Linked DNA regions of Sus scrofa: region 2 is linked to region 1. Evidence: chromatin contacts called from public promoter capture Hi-C data. All regions are on one chromosome and are shown on one strand. Each heading gives the region's core, a stretch centred on a gene start, on an enhancer-like site or on the middle of the called end of the contact. The rest is flanking DNA. Distances are from core to core; before and after follow the strand shown. Region 1 holds the start of DEGS1 (delta 4-desaturase, sphingolipid 1). Region 2 holds the start of NVL (nuclear valosin-containing protein-like).

What was found. Promoter capture Hi-C pulls out the DNA fragments that hold promoters and counts their contacts.
Region 2: a contact with region 1 is called in a promoter capture Hi-C map of fetal liver, with 3 times the contacts expected there. The contact joins the promoter of NVL here to the promoter of DEGS1 in region 1. A contact is called at or near these places in 2 of 5 promoter capture datasets (fetal liver and liver), 18 of 47 Hi-C or Micro-C datasets (alveolar macrophages, blood, brain and 10 more) and 2 of 2 datasets of contacts at active chromatin or transcription factors (alveolar macrophages and skeletal muscle).

Annotation. Positions count from the first base shown.
Region 1 is chr10:12,554,939-12,561,495 of Sscrofa11.1, reverse strand. It overlaps DEGS1 (delta 4-desaturase, sphingolipid 1), which reads right to left and starts at 3,731. Exons shown (of 3, transcript NM_001244121.1): 1 at 3,543-3,731. The coding sequence starts at 3,624. LOC110255640 (a long non-coding RNA gene) reads left to right here and starts at 3,831. Exons shown (of 3, transcript XR_002336219.1): 1 at 3,831-3,914; 2 at 5,268-6,557.
Region 2 is chr10:12,666,783-12,673,339 of Sscrofa11.1, reverse strand. It overlaps NVL (nuclear valosin-containing protein-like), which reads left to right and starts at 2,731. Exons shown (of 26, transcript XR_002336213.1): 1 at 2,731-2,808; 2 at 4,792-4,821; 3 at 6,230-6,303. It overlaps LOC110255641 (a long non-coding RNA gene), which reads right to left and starts at 2,304. Exons shown (of 3, transcript XR_002336220.1): 1 at 2,171-2,304; 2 at 918-1,010; 3 at 1-588.

The DNA of each region.
Region 1 (6,557 bases), core at 2,482-4,981:
AAATCAACTTGCTCTAAGGAATTCTGTACCAAATGTTTGCAAAGGTGTAATAGTATATAATAATCAATACTGTGGAGTTCCCATTGTGGCCAGCAGGTTAAGAACCAGACTGGTATCCAGGAAGATGTGGGTGAGGTTTGATCCCTGACCTCACTCAGTGAGTTAAGGATCCCGTGTTGCCACAGCTTGTGGCTCAAATCCGGTGTTGCTGTGACTGTGGTGTAGGCTACCAGCTATGGCTCCAATTGGACCCCTAGCCTGGGAACCTCCATATGCTATGGGTGTGTCACTAAAAAGACAATAAATAAATAAATAAATAAATTCCGCAAGTGTGCCAATACAATTAAATGGGGAAAGAATAGTTTTTTCAACAGATGGTGCTAGAACAACTGGCTATCCACATGCAAAAACAAAATTGGGCCTCTCTCTTACACCACGCACAAAAACTATTTGGCCACAAATAGGAGTGGAGAACTGATATATGCTACATCAGGGATGAGTCCTGAAAACATTACTCTAAGTGAAAGAATCAATCACAAAAGGTCAAGTACTGTCTGATTTCATTTGTAAGCAATGTCCCAGCTGGGAAAATCTATGGAAACAGAAAGATTAGTGGTTGCCTAGGACTGGGAGTTGGAGACGGGGACCATGGAGACTGCTAATGAACATAAGATTTTCTTTTTGGTATAACAAAATTTTCTAAAAATTAGATTGTTGTGATAGTTTATTTTTTAATTCTTTTATTATTTATTTATCTATTTTGTCTTTTTAGGGCCACACCTGCAGCATATGGAGGCTCCCAGGCTAGGGGTTGAATTGGAGCTGTAGCTGCCAGTCTACTCTACAGCCACAGCAACGTGGGATCTGAGCCGTGTCTGCGATCTACACCACAGCTCACGGCAATGCCAGATCCTTAGCCCACTGAGTGAGGCCAGGGATCAAACCTGTGTCCTCATGGATGCTAGTCAGATTTCATTTCCGCTGAGCCACGATGGGAACACCCATAGTGATAATTTAAAACTCTGAGAATACGCTAAAAAAACAGTGATATATATACTTTAAGTGGGTGAACTTTATAGCTTGTGAATTATATCTTAATAAGGCTGTCAAAATACGCTGTTTCCCTGTGGAAGCACAGCATTAAAGAAGCATTTCCTGTGATCATCCGAACCATTAATAATGCTCTAGTGCCTTAGCCTTCATTAATTTTGAATGGAGGCTTTTTTTTTTTTTTTTTTTTTTTTTTGCCATGTCTGAGACATGTGGAAATTCCCTGGGCTAGGAAATGAACCCATGCCAACAGAATGATAAGAGCCACTGCAGTGGCAATATCGGATCCTTAACCTGCTGAGCCACAAGGGAACTCTCTAAATGAACTTTTAACATAAACTTTAAAGGTCAATTTAGTGTACAGATATTGGTTGTCACACAACATACACATGTTCTCTCATGCCTCTCTCTCCCTAAAAATCTGATATGTCTAGAAATATCTCATCATTTAAGTATAGTTTTTTTGTTTGTTTGTTTGTTTGTTTGTTTGTTTTTGTCTTTTTGCTATTTCTTGGGCCGCTCCTGCGGCATATGGAGGTTCCCAGGTTAGGGGTTGAATCGGAGCTGTAGCCACTGGCCTACACCAGAGCCACAGCAATGCGGGATCCGAGCCGCGTCTGCAACCTACACCACAGCTCACAGCAACGCCGGATCCTTAACCCACTGAGCAAGGCCAGGGACCGAACCCGCAACCTCATGGTTCCTAGTCGGATTCGTTAACCACTGCACCACGACAGGAACTCCCATTTAAGTATAGTTTAAACAAGCCTCCAGATTCTTATCTTTCCTGAGGTTATTCCAGCTCCACCCCTGAAATGGAACACAGAACAGTATTTATACCTGCAGGGAAAATAATGTTTTCATTGAGAAGTATATAGTCCTTTTACTTTTCAAGTGAAATGGTCCAGTGATAATAAGTTTGTGGGGAAAAGGCTCAATATTGAGATAAGCATCAACAATCACCTTTCTACTTCCTTGATTTTCTGAATATTAAACAGCTAAGTTCCAGTATCCAGGAGTTGGTGAGGGTGGATACCAGATTACTCTTATGCAGTGTGATCAGGCATAGATAAAAAATGAACCTTATGCTATCTCTTATGTGTAAGTGATGTGCAAAATACATGCTTTAATTAAAAGTAAAAAGAAGGAAGGCATCCAAGAACCAGTCTCTTAATAGGCTACCCTTGATAGCAACTATAAAGGCTCGACTCCCAATTTACTGACTCAATTTTTAAAAATCCATTTCAATGGGATCTACTAACTCCTTTTTGTGAATACATGAACTTTCCACCCTTAGATACCCCAGAAAAAAAAATCAGGGGCTCGCTTTTTCTTTTCACTGCACAAATGGAGAAGAAAAACTAGGGGAATACTGTGTATGAGAAAGAGTTCCTCCTATTCAACTTGCCACCCACTACTCTCCTGATTTTTGAAACAACAGCCAAGAGGTTAAAAGCATCTGCTTTGGACGCAATCTAACCCACATCAGAATTCCCTCTAACATTTACTTATTCGCCCTTACCTCATCTTTGAAATAGGGAGAATCCTCCTCATTGGGAGGATTAAATTGGGTAATGTTTGTAAAGCACTCAACACAATGCCTACCATATCATTAAAAGTACCCTGGGAGAAAGGAGAGAATTCTCTGTGCAGTACAGAAGCTGCAAATAGCTGAGCGCCTTACACCTCTAGAGGCCTAGTTAACCTGATGTAAAGGCCCTAAGTTAGCAGTTAGGGGTCGAGAAGGCTAATCTTGGCAAGTCTTCCATACTTCAGACTTTCATCTACAGAACTGGGATGGATGAAAAAATATATATGAAACTGCCCTTTTTGCACCCCTTCTTGCTGTGAGGATGAGAGCGGCCTGATCATAGCAGGACCCAGATCCTGGAACGCTCACCGCGGGGTCACACCAGTCGGGTACCACCCGACCCCTCCCCGGGCCCAAGACCGCAAGCAGCTCTTGCCAGGATCGCCTGTCCGCGTCTTGCCAACGTCAGCGCGCCCAGCGCGTGGGCCCCAAGATGCTGGCGGGCCACGCCCTGCCTGGCGCAAGCTCGCTGGCTGGCTTCGGCCAGGCCGGGTCGGCAGAGGTGGAGGAGGGTGAGGAGGGAGAGGAAACGGCACCCACCAGCGGCATAGGAATCAAGGCGCTCGGGGGACCCGGCTCTAAGCAAACCCAGGTCGGGACCGGACGCCCGCGCTCGAGGGCGCGCCTGAGCTCTCCGCCGAAGGGCCGGGGACGCGCGGGGCTCCTTCCCTCCCGCCCCGGGCCCGAGCCCGAGCCCGAGCCCGAGCCCGGGAGCTCGGGCCTGAGCCTACCCTGGCCTTTCCCGCGCCGCGGCGCGGCCAACCTGCCCGGGCGGCGGCTGGACGCGGCAGGAGCCGGCTCTTAACGGGCCTCGGGCGTTCAGGGGCTGCTCACGGAGGGCGCGTCCTGGAGGCGGGAGGCCGCGCGCGCGCACATAACGGGGCGCAGGCCCAGACCTCACCCAGGATCTCCTGGCGCCGACTGGCGTGGGGCTGGTCAGTGTAGACCCACTCGAAGTCTTCCCGCGCAACTCGGTTCCCCATGGCGGCGACGGAGGCGGCGGCGGCTCGCGAGCCTGCTCCCCGCTCTCGATCTCCGAGGTGAAGGCGAAAGCGGCGACGGCAGCGGCGGCAGCTCCCGACTCGTGTCAGCCGGCGGAGGGCGGAGCCACGGAGGAGAAGGAGGCCGGGGCGGAGTCCAGAGGCCCCGCCCCCGCCCCACGCCCCCAGGGGGAGCGCGGCGGGGCGGGCGAAGCCCACGCAGAGTGTTCCTGCGAGTCCCGGTTCCCTGCGGCCTATCCTGCCAGGTGCCGGTGCCCGAGCCCGGGGAAAAGGTGAAAAAGGTCTTAAGTTACAGATTGCGCTTTAACGCCTCCGGGGAAGGCCGGAGCTCCATCACGAGGATCCTTGGTCATTAATGAATGGCATCTAGCCCAAGTTTTGTTTATTTTTGGCCGCCTACTGGAAATAATACCTCACGGGGAAAAATGCGGAGTGTGTGGCTATTAAAAGCTAATAAAGAGAAAGGAAATCACTGCTGTTGAGAGTGAAAAATGAGGAGGAATTTGTTTCGCCTGAATTATTCTATTGCTCTTACAAGGTGATTGCTCAACCTTACATCTGTCACAGAAGCGGTCCGAACCACCACCTCTTCCTGAAGGAGGGGACGTTTTGTTTCAAAATAAGTTACCACTTCTCCATTAAAAAAGAAACTTTGACTAAGATGACAAAAAGGACGATAACCAACAGAGTGTGCCGCAGAGTAAGCGAACGGCACGAACCCGCAAGCCCCGAGATACAACTGTAATGAGTAGAAAATGGAACAGAGGAGAATGTTATGCTACACCACAGCTATGGAATCGCAAGACCTTAAATATGGGACAACGTACTGGGTACTTTAATAAGTAAAATGCAAAAGAAACAAGGAAAAGAGGAAATTGCAATGTATTGGTTTTTCGTTCTTGTTTTTGTTTTTTTGCCTCTGTCAGTGGAAGTTACCCGGCCAGGGTTGGAACCCGCACCACAGCTGTAACCAGAGTCACAGCAGTGACCATCCTGGACCGCTGAGCCACGAGGGAACACCTATTGATCTTATTTAGATTGTGATTCAAATTGTCAAGTTTTTTTGTTTTGTTTTGGGTTTCGGTTTTTTTTTTTTTTTTTTTTTTTTTTTTTTTGTCCTTTTGCCTTTTCTAGGGCCGCTCCCACAACATATGGAGGTTCCCAGGCTAGGGGTCTAATCCGAGCTGTAGCCACCGGCCTTCACCACAGCCACAGCAATGCCAGATCCAAGCTGCATTTTCAACTTACACCACAGCTCACAGCAACGCTGGATCCTTAACCCACTGAGCAAGGCCAGGGATCAAACCTGCAACCTCATGGTTCCTAGTCAGACTCGTTAACCACTGCACCACGACGGGAACGCCATGATATATTCTTTTGAGGAAGATTTCCTTTCCTCAATGTTATGTTTTTGAGATCTGTGCCTGTTGATGCTTGTGTCAATAATTTATTCCTTTTTATTGCTAACAGTATTTTTACATCTCAAGCTGCCAGACTTATTTATCCCATCACCAAGTGATAGATGTGTGGATTTTTTCTAGTTTTGAGCTACTTATTATAAATAAATCTGCTATGAATTGTCACGGACATATCTTTGCATTAACATATGTTCCCATTTATTTTAGGGGAAATACCTAAAAGAAGGCCGGTAGAATGATATACAGAAAGCTCTCACGGAGATGCCTCCTGGCTCCCTGGGGAAAAGATGTCTGTGTGTTGATGAGGTGGGTGTGATCACCTCCGTGGCTGGAAGACCACCGATGGGTGGACAACACAGTCACGCTTCAGGTGGGTTCAAAAAAATAAGAAAGATAGAGTGAAAGAGAGAGAGAAAAACAGAAAGACTCAAGACCATTGTATAAATGAAGGAATAACTGTTGGAAAATTAAGAAAAAATCCATAGTTGCGTATATACACACCTGTCTTCATAATTACAAAAGTGCAGGCATATATAAAAAGGGACAAATGATGGCCTGACATGACGGCTGGGGAGCTGAGTGAATGGAGTGCATTGGAGTAGACTGGCCTCAGGGCTCTGAAACTCTTTGAAAGATAGCCCACTTGGGAGGGAAGTTCTTGGTATTGCAAGAAAGTGGAGGAAGAGAATCCACCCAGCATGCTGCCCAGGGCCATTGCAGGCCCCCACCCTCAACCCCTGCTCCCGGGACGGGGCGGGGGGGCTGCTGAGCCCGAGAGAGGAGGCCGTCCTGAGGGGTGCTGTTAGAGACGATGGCCACAAGGCGGCGCCAGAGGACCTCCTGGGCCCAGCTGCCTTTGAGGGCAGCAGAGGCGGGCCGAGAAGTTGGGAGGATTGGGTGTTGGGCAGAACCGACAGCGAGCCCCCAGAGGTTTGGGGTCGCTTCCTGGGCACCTGGGAGACTCGGCTCCAGGATGCCTCACGTCCGGCTGTCCCTTCAGCACTGGATGTGGCTTTTGGCAGCCTGCTCGGGTGGCCGTGGGGTTCGAATGCTTTAGGGGTTCCCCGTGGTCCCGAATGCCTTGGGTTCCTGCAGAGGCAGGAGCCTAGACCCACAGAGCATCTGTGCGGAAGCGTGAGCTGGCCATTTTCCAGCGCCTGCCTGTCGGGGTTTCAGGGATGTGGAGAGGGAGGTTGGTGCTCCCGGATGAATGGGGAGCTTGGGGGGCAGGATGCTGGGCAGCTGTGCTAATCCCCGTGCTTGTCTCGCTCAAGAGGCCTGGGGACATTTCCTTCCTGCCTTTGGAGAGGGTCCTCTCTTTTCAGTGCGGCACCAGGGCCTGGAGGCCTGCCTGGACCCAGGTCTGCTGAACGAAGCAGGGTGGGTGGGCAGCCTGAACTTCCAGCTCTCAGGGAGTTCCCTCGCGGTGGTCGGGCTTCAGAGTCTCTCTGTGTCACGGCTGTGGCTGTGGTAAGAGCTGCACTCTGAGATTAAACC
Region 2 (6,557 bases), core at 1,482-3,981, 110 kb before region 1:
AGGTACTCAATAAATGCTTGCTGAAAGGATGAAAGGAGGGTTCAATGGGTGGAGATTTTAACAAGACAGAATATTAGGAAAGGCTGTAGGTAGGATTCTGGAACTCACAAGCTGGCCAAGAAAAACCTTGTAAAAAGAGGCTATGTCAGTGACAGCAAAGGGCTGAGTATAGTTTTATTTATCGGAGTTCTCATTGTGACTCAGTGGTTTAAGGATGACACTATGGTGTAGGTCACAGATGCAGCTTGGATCTGGTGTTGCTGTGGCTGTGGTATAGGCCTCAGCTGCATCTCTGATTAAAACCCTACCCTGGGACTTTACCAGCTGTAAAAAGAAAAAAAAATATTTATCTGTCTATTATCACTACTTTCCAGTAGAATTGTAAGCTCCATAGAAACAGGAATTTTTTCTGTTTCTTCTTTCTTCTTTTTTTGGGGGGCTTGCCTGAATCATGTGGAAATTCAAAGGTCAGGTATCAAACCCACACCACAGCAGTGAAGTGAGCCACAGCAGTGACAATGCCAGACCCTTAGTCAGTAGGCCACCAGGGAACCCTTTTTTCTGTTTCTTCATAGTGGTACCCAGTGCCTGTGACATAGAGGGCTTGAATAAATATTCATTGACTGAATAAATGGAGGCAATGCTACCTAGCTAAAGCAGAGTACTGATATAGTGAAGAAATAGGGAATGAAGTTGGAGCCAAATAAACAAATGTTTTGAATAGCAGAATGAGAATCTATACTTTATCCAGTGTACAGATAAGAACCATCTGGGAAAAAGAGCAGTGATATGCTTTGAATTCTGAACAGAAAATAAGTCAGTACTCTCCTGACTAGAAGATTGAGCTATCTGTTGTCGACTGAAAAAAATGCATAACCTAAAAGTTGAGAATTATGTTTTTTATTTGGCAGACTTACTGAGGACTACAAGCCGGGAAGCAGCATCTTAGATAGCTCCGAGAAACTATTCCAAAGAGATAAGGGAGGAGCCAGGCTGTATGAGAGTTTTTGCTGGACAAACAAAACAAAACCATATAGTCAAATAGCAAAAGATTACTGCTAAGCACAAAACCAGACATCTCAACTTAATGACTTTAGTGCTTTCTACATATGGGAAGATCCAAAAGCCTGAGCTAATTGCAATTATTTTTTTGATTTGCATCTTAACTATCCTATTTTTCTCCATCCTGCATTCTTCTCGGGGGCAAGCTGCAAGTAGATGACGGCTTTATGGCCACAACATCCTCATTTACTTATTACTGAAATGGCAGGCAACTTTTTTTTTTGCTTTTTAGGGCCACACCTGCTGCATATGGAAGTTTCCAGGCTAGGGGTCTAGTAGGAGCTGCACTGCTGGCCTACACCACAGCCACAGCAACTCGGGTCCGAGCTGAATCTGTGACATATACCACAGATCAGTGCAATGCAGGATCCTTAACCCACTGAACTAGGCCAGGGACTGAACCTGTGTCCTCATGGATACCAGTTGGATGTGTTTCGGATGCGCCACAACAGGAACTCCACAGGCAACATTCTTTATCCGCACTGTCAACATCTCACGTTCTCCTTTTTTTTTTTTCTTTTTCGTCTTTTGTCTTTTTAGGGCCGCACCCGCGGCATATGGAGGTTCCCTGGCTAGGAGTCTATTCGGAGCTGTAGCTGCCGCCTACGCCACAGCAATACCGGGCCTGAGCCGCTTCTGTGACATACATCACGGATCTTGGCAAGGCCAGCTCCTTAACTCACTGGGCGAGGCCAGGGATGGAACCTGCATTCTCATGGATGCCAGTCAGATTCGTTTTCTGCGGAGCCACCGGGGGAACTCCTCACCCTCTCTTAATTCCATTTCCTCTCCTTCCCTCTCCACACCTTAATACATGCTTAGACTGCACTTGATACTGTAAACCAAGTAAGATCTCAAGAATACTAAAAACACGATCAAACAAGCAAAAAACTAGAAATTAAAGCTGGTAAACTTTAAAACAAGTGTCCCTTTATCTGCATTTCCTTAGCTGCAAGGTAAATTTCTTGGGGCAAATACATTCACTTAATAAATTTCCAGGCAATTTCTAGGCCAAGATGGAGTCTTCTGCTGGATGCGCTCAATGAATTATCTGTACAAAATAGCCTAAGAGCAAATGATTTCCAAATGTAACAGACGAGTTGGTTACCTGGGTAAACAGGTCTTTCCTTTTTTTTTCGACACCTAGCCCCTTTGTGGGGCCTCAGTCAAGTGGGTCATTAGGCGGGAAAGCAAGCAGCAGGGAGGCAGTGTGTTTCTAATCTTGATCTAATCCTCCCAAGTGTCTAGTTTTGGTTTTTCTTAAGATTGTAGCTCAAGATTAACTTTGCACTCGAATAGGGTGCGGTTGGAATGGCTGGAATGAAACCTACTGCCAAGAGACGAGCGGCTGAGCCCCTGGGGGAACCTCCCCGCCGCTGCCCCACGCGAGTGTCCGCATAGTTGGGAACAATAAAGTTGAGCGTATTCAAAGGGGTCCTTGTCATCCAGCGCCTCTTGAACAAGCCTGTAAAATAAGACTCCTAGAAACTCCCTAATGCTTTCAAGTCTCCTCCGTGTTCTCCGTAGTTTTTTCCTTTACTCGCGGCACCTTAGTCCTGACGGGAACGGCCCGGGTTCGGCTGGCTGGGGCGCATTTCGCGGGCGGCTGGCCGGGCGATCGCTGCGGGCAGCCTCGGGGAGGCCCCCGGTTCACGTGAAGCCCAGGCGGCAGCGGCGGAGGCAGACGTGATGAAGCCCAGACCCGCTAGGTTTGTGGATAATAAGCTGAAACAGCGTGTCATCCAGGTGTGTACCCTGCACGGCGGGGCCTCGCAGTGGTCAGAGTTCGTTGCCTAAGGTCAAGGCAGACCCTTTCCCGGGCGGCTCCCAGGTCGAACCCGACTAGCTGCCTGCTCCAGTCTTGGTTCCGATCTGGGGCTTTTTACAGTTCCATTCCTCCGTGGGTGGTTCAAAGCCTTTCCTCCCGGCTGTCGGGCGGGCTTCAAGAAGAAGCCGGGGCCCGTGGGAAGCTACAGCCTGATGGGGGCCTGCCCAGATCTGGTTGACCTCAGTGCAGATCTGCAGAGAGAGTGGAGATGGCCTTTGAGTTTAAATCTGTCTTGTCTTTCTTAGGACAGAAGGTTTTGCAAAGGCCCATGTAGATGGGGCATTTTGGGGGCCAAAAAGAGTACGTTAATTTCCATTCTCAAGAAACTTGAAATCAAGTCGGAACACAGTAAAAATAGGTACTGTACATCTGACTTTATAATAGGTACTTTACCTACAGCTTTTTTCATTGTCATAATTATCCGTAGAAGGCAATGTGTGGTGAATGTCTTGGAATGGAACAGTCAGCAGCAGTCTAAGTGCCTAGAGTAACTATAACTCCTGTTGTTTTTTTATCTTATGGGCTGCAGAATAGTTTCCTTTTTGGATCCAGCACTTCCTACCATTTTTAAGTGTTGGAAGTGCCCTGAGCGTCTGTGCTCTTACGTTCTCTTTCTTTCTTTCCTTTCCTTTTCTTTTTCCTTTTTAGGGCTGCACCCATGATATATGGAACCTCCCAGGCTGGGGATCAAATTGGCACTGCAGCTGCTGACCTGCACCACAGCTCACTGGCCATGCTGGATGGTTAACCCTCTGAGCAAGGCCAGGGACGGAACCCTAGTCCTCATGGATACTGGTCGGGTTTGTCACCTCTGATCCATGTCAGGAACTCCCAACTTCTCTTTCTTTATTCTCAACTCCTCTCTTATCAATCCACACTTCTAGATGATTTCAGTCCAGTACTTTTTAAAAATACTGTCTGTAGGAGTTCCTGTTGTGGCTCGTTAGAAATGAATCTGACTAGTATCCATGAGGACACAGGTTTGATCCCTGGCCTTGCTCAGTGGGTAAAGGATCTGGTGTTTCTGTGAGCTGTGGTGTAGATTGCAGATGTGGCAGCTTGGATCTGGCGTTGCTGCAGCTGCGGCATAGGCTGGCAGGTGTAGCTCCAATTTGACCCCTAGCCTGGGAACCTCATATGCCACGGGTGCAGCACTAAAAAGACAATAAATAATAAACAAATACTATCTATACATTCATGACTTATAAATTTATATTATGATTCAATGCAGATTTTATCTTGAGTTCCATATTGAAATATCCAGTTGCCTACTGAACATCTCTTGAGTGTCTGATAGGTTATTTTCAACTTAACACATCCAAACTGAACTTCGTTTTTTTGTCTTTTGTCTTTTTAGGGCCGCACTCCCGGCGTATGGAGGTTCCCAAGATAGGGACATATTGGAGCTGTAGCCTCTGGCCTATGCCATAGCCACAGCCACAGCAATGCCAGATCCGAGCTGAGTCTGCGACCTACACCACAGCTCATGGCCATGCCAGATCCCTAACCAAATGAGCGAGGCCAGAGATTGAACCCGTGTCCTCATGGGTATTAGTTGGGTTTGTTTCCACTGAGCTGCAACAGGAACTCCAGTAATTAACCTTGTAAAGTCTCATATAACATCTACCTCATAACATTGTGAGTACTAACAAAAATAATGTGTAGAAGACCCCTGGAACAAGTCCAGCAGGCCTTTAGTTTCGCAGTAATTTTTTCCATGGTGCTCCGAGGCCAAAAGTAATACCTAATAGGCCTGTTTATTAAGTAGTAGGTTCAGGCAACTTAATAACTATTTAGTCCAAATAACTTAGTAGTTTTTAGAAAAGATAATATGTAAAAATTAGAGAAAACTTAGTATGTTTGTATTTCATTTTTTTTTCCCTGTCTTTTTGTCTTTTTAGGGCTGCAGCAAAGCATATGGAGTTTCCCAGGTGAGGGTCCAATCGGAGTTGTAGGCACCGGCCTGCGCCACAGCCATAACAACGTGGGATCTGAGCCATGTCTGCGACCTACACCACAGCTCACAGCAACACGGGATCCTTAACCCACTGAGCAGGGCCAGGGATCGAACCTGCATCTTCATCGATACTAGTCGGGTTCATCAACCACTGATCCACGACAGGAACCCCTTGTATTTCATTCTTAAATAACTGCAATTACTTTGTGTGCCACACTTCTCATACCTTCACATTGGCACTGCCAATCTCATTTCCTGTTCCACATTGAAGTTTATTACAGCAAAGGCTGAAGACAGATTTTCAAAGCTATGACAACATGAAAAAGTTGATTTAAGGAGTTCTCTCTGTGGCAAAGTGGGTTAAGAATCTGACTGCAGCGAGTCAGGTCACTGTGGAGGTATGGGTTTGATTCCCAACCTGGTGCGATGGATTAAAGGATCTGGCATTGCTGCAGTTGAAGCTGGATTCAATCCCAGGAACTTTCATAAGTTGTGGGTGTGGCCATTAAAAAATGATTTAATATTGAAACCATGAATGGTCTCAGGCTAGTACAGTTGACCCTTGAATAACATGAGGGTTAGGGGCACTGACCCCTGCTCAGTTGAAAATCTGTGTATAATTAACTTTATAGCTCTTCATATTTGTGGTTCTGCAACAGCATATTCAGCCAACCCTGGATCATGTCATAAGGTTTTATTGAAAGAAATAAATGAACTGGTGCAGCTCAGACCTGTGTTGCTCAAGGTTCACCTGTAGTTCCTGCAGTGTTGGACAGATGACAGATATTTCTGTGTTCCCTCAAATTTAAAATATCCCTCATGGGAGTTCCTGTCTTGGCGCAGCAGAAATGAATCTGACTAGGAACCATGAGGTTGTGGGTTTGATCCCTGGCCTCACTCAGTGGGTTAAGGATCTGGCGTTGCTGCGAGCTGGGTATAGGTTGCAGATGTGGCTTGGATCGGGGCATTGCTGTGGCTGTCGTGTAGGCCAGCAGCTGTAGTTCTGACTAGACCCCTAGCCTGGGAATATCCGTATGCCTGAGTGTGGCCCTAAAAAGACAAAAGACAAAATAAAATAAAATATCCCTTATGAGTTTAGAGCTTTGTTTATGTTTGGGAACTTAGGATATGGTAGGTCCTCATCTACTACTTATAGCCATTCTAGTTGTTACTGTGTTGTCACGGTAATAAGGTTAATTAAATCCTTTGATTCAGACTTGACAGTTATTTGGTGATTTTCATTTGAAATGTTCCTGGTATACTATATTAATGAAGCGGTTTCATTAAAGTATAATATGTTTGAATAGCTCAGTCTCTCATTTGTTCATTAAAATCACAGAGTTTGAATTACTGTCTTACATTTATCATGTTTTCTGTTTTAGTACCTCACCAGTAACAGATGTGGCAAATATGTGGACACTGGAGTCTTAGCATCTGACTTACAAAGAATGTACAGGTAAAGAAATATAGTCTCCAGATCCTCGCTTTTCTTTCCTACCGTTTTTTAAGTTTCCATTGTGAGTAAATTTCCAATTGATATTAATAGCTGCTGACATTAACTCACCAGTCCATAATTTAGAATTCAGTTTATTTATACAAACACTTATCGAGCACCTGTTGTATGCAAGGAACTCTCATTTTTACTAAGGGGAGTGACTACTTATGTTTCAGTACCTTACTGTCTAGTCAAGAGTATTACTTTTCCTCTTG